Linked DNA regions of Solanum lycopersicum: region 2 is linked to region 1. The links are chromatin contacts, called in public promoter capture Hi-C maps. All regions are on one chromosome and are shown on one strand. The core of a region is the stretch at or near the end of the contact, and the rest is flanking DNA. Distances in the headings are between cores, read along the strand shown.

The links. Promoter capture Hi-C pulls out the DNA fragments that hold promoters and counts their contacts.
Region 2: a contact with region 1 is called in a promoter capture Hi-C map of leaf, with 4 times the contacts expected there. The contact joins the promoter of LOC101262218 here to the promoter of LOC101260733 in region 1. A contact is called at or near these places in 1 of 1 promoter capture datasets (leaf) and 1 of 8 Hi-C or Micro-C datasets (leaf mesophyll).

Annotation. Positions count from the first base shown.
Region 1 is chr6:38,268,321-38,273,104 of SLM_r2.1, reverse strand. LOC101260733 reads left to right here and starts at 3,280. Exons shown (of 8, transcript XM_004240913.5): 1 at 3,280-3,730; 2 at 4,165-4,784. The coding sequence starts at 4,248.
Region 2 is chr6:38,458,861-38,463,145 of SLM_r2.1, reverse strand. It overlaps LOC101262218 (rhodanese-like domain-containing protein 14, chloroplastic), which reads right to left and starts at 2,045. Exons shown (of 6, transcript XM_004240919.5): 1 at 1,626-2,045; 2 at 1,365-1,411; 3 at 1,104-1,196; 4 at 730-868; 5 at 366-468. The coding sequence starts at 1,824. It overlaps LOC112941747 (U1 spliceosomal RNA), which reads right to left and starts at 3,390; the gene lies at 3,230-3,390.

The DNA.
Region 1 (4,784 bases), core at 2,031-4,530:
TTTATAGATTATATGAATATCTAAAAGGTTCGAACACTATTGTGATAGTGTTTTGATTTTAGATTATGCTATCATTTAGACTTTAGAGCAGTTTTAATATTTTTAAAGTTTATATGGCGTATTTTTATTTCTAAAAGAATATCCAATCTTTAGAAAAATCATCACGAATACCGTGTCTTTAACTTCTTTTTTCTCATTTAATTTTGTAAATAAACAAATCTTATTAAAATTGTGTAGTTTGATTTAAATTTTTTTAGTGTCATCATGTTTAACTTTTTAAATAGCACATAAATAAAATGCATCAATTTGATTTCCAAATCCATTTTTATCTCCGAATTATTGACGGTGCTCGTTGGCTTACAATTTTTAACTTTTTTTATACTCTTCAAATTTTATTTTATTTTTGAAAAAAAGATTATTTTATTTTTAGTTTGTTATAAATACATTGAATTAAGTTGATTGCCCATTAAGCTTATCATAAATTTATTCTTATCATGGATATATATTTTCAAGGTGATATGAACCTTTTTGGAATAAAAATGTATCTACTAATGTGACATTAAACATGATGACATTTTGGTTGATTTCTCTATCTATAAATAGAGATAACATTCACCATTGTAATATACATTTGAATAACAAGAAAAGTCCTCTTCTTCTATCTACTTCTCTTGCATTCTTCTTTTTATGATTATAGTCTTATGAGCTTGATTTCATAACACAATTAAAATACTGACCAAAATAATTAATTTTAAATTAAGGTTAACTGTAGTGCTTATAATGATCAAGTCAATAATAATCCATAATTGTTAATTGGTGGATTTCTTTAAGAGAATTCAAATTGTTTCAATATTATTTTAATTATAAAACATCTGTGCACTGTTTTTATTATTTTTTAATTTTTTATGGACTTTTTCTTGGATCAAATTGAGACCAATTTTTAAACACTCTACTTGTTTATTCAGATTTGATTCGACAAAGACACTTGACTTCTTTGTTGTAACAAAAAGATAAAAGAAAAAAAATCATTTAATCCTTAATAATGATTAGCACATTATTATGTTCAATGAGTTTAGTGGCCATGCCTTTCTTTTTTCTAAAATAAAGAAATATCAGCACCAACTTCTTTTGTATTAGCTAAGAATGACAGTCGGTGAAAGCGCTCGTAGTTTGATTTGAATTGATTTTAAAATAAAATTTAATTTAATTAATTTTTTAATTATTAAAATTAAATTAAATTAAATTAGATATACTTTATATTTAACTATTTTATTATTATTGGTTTAGTTTGAGTTTTCGGGTTTTAAGAAATATAATTATATTTTTCTCCTACAATTGGATAAGAATTTTTTTAACTTACAATATCATTATTAACCTTTTATTGTGGTTGTAATAATTTCTTAGATTATGGAGAAAAGCAATCTTAATATCAATAAGTTTTAGGGCCTGTTTGACATTGATATAGGAGTTCAGATACACTTTTTTTTTTTAAATTAGGTGTTTGACAAATTAGTAAAAATGCTATTAAATGAAAATAGAAATAATTTTTCTACCGTTGGAAAGAAACTAAAAAATTCTGTTTTTTACAAAAAAGTAGAAGCAGAATATTATTTTTTTATAATGCTAAAATATCTTTTCTGTATATACATATTTATCAATATATCTCTTTTTAATTAAATTAACATATCTCATAAATTTAGTTAAGTTTCATTTAAAAGTTTTATATGTTATTTTTATGTATTAAAATTTGTATGTTATTTTACAATTATGAATTATTATTTTATTTATTATATTACGTATTGTTTTGCACAATTAGAAAAAAGTATCAACAATATTTTTGCAAGATATAGAAAGAAAAAAATAATTCAAAGTTTTAGTTCTCCAAGGTATAATATTGATCGAAAATTTGAATATTCCATTTTAATTTAATAAAAAGAAAAATAAAACTATCTTTTTGTAATAGATATTAAATAATTCTCTGTATAAAAATAATCTTAATGATAGTACATTGATATTTGTTATTTTCCTTAATTTGACTCTCAAAAGTATTTAGCAAGTATTTGTCAAACACAATTTACTTATGAAAAATACTTTTCAAATAAATTAATCAAATACAAATTATTCTTTTCTTGTCTAAAAACACTTTTTTGAAAAAAGTTATTTTGAAAAAATATTTTTGAAAGTAAATAATTTTTAGCAATAATTTCAAACAGGCTCTTAATCAAGTAAATAAGAAATACAAAAATTATATGAAGGTAAGCTCATAATTATTTTCTTTGAATAAATGTGTTAGAATGTATAATTTTTTAAAAATAAGCGAGCTTAATAGATGGCAAGTTCATAAGCCTACTTAGAGGAAGCAACTTTTCATGAAAAAAAATATAGATGTTAGTTAAGACTATTTATAACAATAAATTGTATAATAAAATTTCCTTGAAAAAAGTATATATAAAAATATGTTGGGTATATCATTTATTAATTCGATATATTGTTTTTATTCGTCTTATTTTTAGTAAAATCAAATCAAATGATTTTAAAAAAAATACAAATCTAAACCAAATAATAACCAATTTATATTATTTATTCAGTTTTGTTGATTTTTTATTTCAATTGATTTTAATCAAATCGTGAATACTCCTAATTGCAGTTTGTCACTATGGCTCCCTAGTCAATTAATTCATAGGTTTCACTTTATTGGATGCTATCTCTTTATTAAACTGTTTATTAGAAAAAAACCATATATTATTAATAAATTTTTTTTATAATCACGTAAATATTTAAATATATTTATAATAGTAAAAAGAATTATAATACATTTAATATATGAATCTACTTTTATAGAATGAACTTACTACTTAGATACTACCAACCTTATTTCCTCAATGGTCAATAATCAATATCTTAAAAGAAGTTTACGATTGGCTCGGATTATGTCAAAGTAAATTCAAATACATCGAGTAGTAATGCTTATCATTGTATGGTCGGTTACATAGCAAAAATAAAATAAAAAATATATATATATAAAGATGTTTTTCTTTTTTCTGTAACTGATTCAATTTTAATTATATATAAATAGATATTTAAATAACTTTAGCTATATATACATAGATATATAAATTTATAGATAGAAAATACATTTTACGTGACGTTTTATATGACAATTCTAAGTAGTACATATGTGAAGCTAGAGCCTCACCGTCACGAAACAAATGTTTTGTTTTAGATGAGTGTACTACGCATATTCTGCTATATAAAACATGTGTGAAGCTAGAGCTTCACGTCACGAGAGGAATGTTTTGTTAAAAAGAAGAGTCATTCACTTGAAAATATTAAATAGTTAACTCCTTAAATAATCGAATCAAAATTTTAGTGGAATAATTAAACCTAAGTTAAAAAATATGTTTATATATTATATAGGAGAAAAGCTAAATAATAACAGGGGAGAGAGAGAGAGTTGTTGTAATGTTGTAAGAGAGAGTCCTGCAATGTGGGCAAAATAGGGTGGCGCACAAAGGAAGAAGCAAACAAGACTACACAGCATACTTTCTTTTACTCGTTTCTCGCTCCATTCATCATCACGTCTATCAAGGAATTTTCCCCTTTTTCTCTTTAAAACTTCCCCCTGTTTAAGCAACAGAGAGAGAAGTGTGTGTTTGTGTCTAGGGAAATCGCCTTTGAATATTTTCTTCTATCTCATCCATTCAATTCTGTAGAAACAAGCCGGACCCATGTGAGCAAATTTATCCTTTTCACGCCTTTCAATTTCGTATTTTTGTTTTTCTATCTTTGTCGTTTTCTTTCTTCTTCTTCTTCTTTCTCTGATTTATTGCTTCCCTATTAATTTTGCTTATGTGGGTTTTCATGTTTCCGTGAAAATAACTTATGGGTGTTTGTTGGTTTCTTTTGGTTTGGTGGCTTAAGGGTTCTGTTTGGATATAGCTATAGTGGAGTACTATAAGTTAAAAAAAAAAAGGTTCTTTTCTTGAAATTATACTGTGTAATTTATATTGTGTCTGGTTGGGATCCTTGCTGGATCTATTTGTGTTTTTTTTGTTTATTCTAATGTTAAAAGTACAGATAAAATTGCTGTTTACTTGGTAGTTGTGTTTGTTCTTTTACTAACTTGTAGTAGTTTTTTTTTTTTTTATAAAAAAAAATTCTTAGGCTTTTCGAGGAGAGAATAATTCAGCACATTGTAAAAGGTGATTTGTTGTGGTGGGGTTTCATGGGGTGAACTCAAAGGTATAATGGGTAGCATTAGTGATGATGAAGAATGTGTATTTTTTGATGCCTCTGAGAATATTGGCCAAGTACCTGATTTGGGTTCTAATGAACCCCAGGTGCTCAAATCCAGCTCCAGGATTGATAATTGTGTCACTAGTAGCTACCAGTATGATGTGTGGAGTAGAAGTCCCAGCAGTGTTAGAGAGCGTCGTAGGGAATTCTTTAGTTGGATGGGGGAAGATCTAGTGGATGTATACGGAAGTTCTGATTCTAGTTGTGAAATTGAAAGGATTATGGAGAGTAGTGAGGCTGTGGTGCGAACCTCAATTCTTGAAGATGAATTTCCTTCTCAGCAAGTTCATCTTCCTGGTTTGTCTGTCGGTGTTTTGGGTTCATATAAAGAGTTGGATTCAAATGAGACATTTGTGTGTCGGAGTGGCAATCCAGATGGTGGAAGTGAGTGCGATGTACATGATCAGGCTGAGACTAATCACGAAACTATGAAATTGGAACGCCAGCAACTTGGACAACAAGAATTTGAGGCCAATGGAGATGCTAGG
Region 2 (4,285 bases), core at 796-3,295, 190 kb before region 1:
TAGGTGTAACTCACACCCAAAAGGTAGCTGAAAGAGAGGAGGATTGCTGAATTCTTATAAGGAGCCCAAGGTTCTCGTCCCGGTCCAATGTAGGATCATTCTCATCAGTTACATTCATACTATCAGAAAGATACTTGAGTTTTCAATTTTAGGTGGCCAAAACTGTTGAAGGATCACTAAAATGCCCCCATCCACCTTTGATATGGTATTATCATGGTTTGTGAGTGTAGGTAACTTATTCTGTGAGTTTCTCTTCTACGAACTTTCTTTTGGACACTCAGCTAATTAAGCTCTTTGCGATTAAATAGGAGTAATGAAGATGTTAACCAAAATACGAAAACACAAAAAGGAGAAGTATAAAGAACCTTGATTGTTGGCCCTCGGGAAGATTTTGGGTAGGCTTCATTGTACCACCGGATGAGCAAGCGACTATAATCTTTGCATCCTTATTTATTTTTGACTCAACAACTGCTTGAGTATATCAACTTGTTAGTTCATTGGATGTACAACGAAACATAATATGCATACTTTACTTATCAAGTGATACTATATGCAGTGGCGAAGTCAAGAATTCAAACAAGGGACTTAAAAAAGAAATGGACTATTTTTTTATGCCAAGGGGATCCAACAATTCGTATATATATATATATATATATATGCAAAAGAAATTATTTGGACCCTGTTGCACCACTCTGTCTCCGCCCCTGACTATATGAAGAGTGTTCTTACGTCGTATGAATTCAGGATTTTCTTCAGTTCCAGAAAATATGCCAAAAAAGGCAAATGCAGCCCTCCTAGCAATGTCCCAAGCTGTCCATTCCTTTATTAGCCTGTATATCTGGACATTAATAGCTCCTTCTGGATGAGCCTGAATTCCAAAAGAGCAACTAACACAGTTAGCAAAGTCTACTTCATATTGAATCATATTATCTTTGGGATATTTGAGCTGCTCTTGTTTTTGTTTCCTCTGCTTTCATTTTCGCTTGATCACAGAATCATGATTTATATTAGGGGATAGGGTAAATATCACCCCTCTACTTTCATTTATAGTCAGCTTTATACTATCAAAGTTACATTACATACTAAAATTCATGGGACTGTACCTCTTTGAACTCGGCTTCAGGTCGTACATCAAGAATCACAAAATTGTTCTCTTTCTGAAGTCTAAATGCTTCTTTTGCCTCAACACTCCTTACCTGAAATTTACATACTATGCCTTGTTAGATTCTCTAAACTAATAGGCATGAATGACAAAAAATTGGATTATCAATTCTTTTATGCATTAATCAATTGATGATCATAACTTGTAGTGTTTCCTTTTGTTGATGATATGCAAAACTAGAGAAAAAGAGAGATTGTTTTACCCTTTTCTCAAGCAATTTTGCTCTTTTAGTTGACCACTCTTCTTCAGCTACTCCACCAAAAAAAAACAATGGTTATAATAGTAAAAACACACAAAAAGAAGTCTTTAATCATAGGCAGGGCGAAGGGTAGTCCAGTGCACATCCTTTGTTAGAAAATTATGTAGTGTACTGAGGGTTAAAATATTGACTTATTATGAGTGTATATTTAATATTGTACACCCTTCGCTAAATTTCTGACTCCGCCACTAAATTATCTTATACCTGGTGATTTAGCAGGTTTAGTAGCTGCACATCTGATTCTGAGGGTTGTTGAAGAGTTGTTGCTGAAGGAGAATGATCTTCTCTTGCCTGTGGAAGCTAAGCTACATGTAACAGATGCTAATTCTATGGGAGTTGAGTAAAATCGATGCTGCAAAGAAGCAGAAGTTGAGCCTGCGCTAACTGAAGTTAGTGCAGCCATTAATGTTAGATGCTATAGATTATGATTTCTAATTATTGCAGCACAGATTGAAAAGATGCAAACTTGATGTGTTCTGGTTTATTCTCTTTCTTTTTTTTGTTTGTCTGGAAATATCATTGTAAATGTGGATATTTTTGGCAATCTGAGTTTGTGGTGATAGTTTAAAGGCAGTGGGGTTATTTGGATTTCATTATTGCCATGTCATCTGTCTTTTCTCTCTCAAAGATTATACTTCTTCCATTTCATTTATGTTTTTTTTTTTTAAATTTCATGTATAAATTCTCGATCAAACTTAAATTGTTTGGCTCGAATGATGAAAAATACTAAGACATAGGCAGTATAATGCAAGTCCACGTGAATTCACCATTTCAGGAGTAATTATTACTCATCAGTTTAAAAAGAATGACTTTCTTTTCTTTTTAGTCCGTTTAAAAAAGAATGATCATTTTTTTGGTAACTATTTTTCACGTGGCATGTTTAAGACTATAAGATTAAAGGACAATTTTGTATATTTGACGTAACTTTAATGTAGGACCACATGATTAAAAATCTTTTTTATTTTCTTAAACTCCGTGCCAAATTAAAGTAGATCATTCTTTATGAAACAAAGAGAGTGTTGTTTGTCGTGTATTATTATAAATTTAAGTAAGGGTGCGAGTGAATTCAACTTGTATAGAACCCAAGTATTCCTAAATTGTAATATTGGGAATTTGAACTGTCATTTATAGTACTCCATTCGTTTATTTGTCATATTTTGACTTGGTATTCATAAAAAAAAATCTATTGATATAATTATTTTACTAAACTATGTCTATTAAATGATATTTAATATTAAGAAATGATTTGAAGAAAGAATTTAATGTTGAGGGTAAACATGAAAAAGTATAATTATCTTTTTTTGATATGTCAAAAAGTGACACAAAAATGAAAATTCATTTTTTAGAAAGTCTATGCAGTATAACTTCTTTTATTAAGAGGATTTTACTAGACAACTCTATTAAAGTGAAAATCATTGACCCATTAGTTTAGAAGTGAAAATCATTTACCAAAGACTCTCTTTTCAACTTTGAGCCATAGACATTTCCCCTATTACATTTTAAGTAATGTCTCTATATTATGAGTTTGAAGTCAATTGGAAAAAAATAAAATAAAAATTAGAGTTACATTTCTAAAAAGGGCATTAAAATTGAGTACAAGATCAAAAAGGTTATATTTGAACAACTCCATCCAAATGTTGCTGTTTAGTATATATAACAATTCCTTAGATTGCTCTCATAATCTTACATTAAGTTTTAGCATAGGTTCAGTTAAACTATCTTAGCAGTTGGCTAGAGATTGGCCACTGGGCTACCAATGTATTATTTTGACCTGCAGTCCATTAAGACCAAAGCTTAAACTAGAATTGGCAGGGGCCGCACGAACGCAGGCCCCCTCAGCAACAAATTATGACGTAGGCTCGACCACTTGGGCCGACCTTAGGCAAGCACCCATCCAAAGTGCAATGGATGTCACAAGCTTAGGCCATGGATCTTCATGATCACCCATTGACCCCGTCCAGGTAAGTATGTTACTACATCCTACTTGGCCCATTATTATACCTCCTCCTTCCATCTCCATCTTCTCTATTTGCGGATGTGGGATAACTGAATTCTTCTGTATACATATTCAAGTTTTCATTGTTGAATAGATTAGTTTATTAAAAAAAATAAAATTGCAGTCTTACCCAACAACAAGAAATAAACACACTTTAAATTACGAACTACTATAATTACGGATTATAAAATATAAGTAAAATAATGAATTTACTTAAAATGAAAATCTTCGGGCCTTCGCAAAATCAACGGTCTCACCGGGAACTAGACAAGCACCTAGATGTAAATTCTCAGGCCCTAGCCCGAAATTCTTACTTCATAAGTAAAGGTAGAAGTATCACAAGTTGCCAAGTGGCAGCCTAATGTTAACAACAGTGGTGATGATTGTCTAATTACTTTTATTTTGTTACTTTTAGCTTCATGTTATTAACACGCGATTCAAAGATTAAAGATAAAATATTTTTCACAAAATCATTTTGGGAAAAAGGTTGAACGAATAACTCTACCTTTTACTTATTCCTAATATAGGTATGATTTTCTTTTCACACTAAATCATTTCAGGAAAAGAAAGAATGACTAACCATCCATTACTCATCTCTAATATATGAATTTTTTCACTATTTTTATTATATTTGAATCTGCCAAAGAAATTTTATGTAAATTAAATGGGTTGTATACGTAACAATCCTAATTTTTTAAATGTCAATTCCTAGCAAAATAATTTTTTGTTGACTATTCATATATGAGCTGCAATAGAGATTTTATCCACAATTATTTTTTAAAAATGTTTTTGATTACACTAGTTTAATAATACTTCTTCTATTTTTGGAAGATGATAAATTTGTACGAAGAACCTATGGATGGGATAT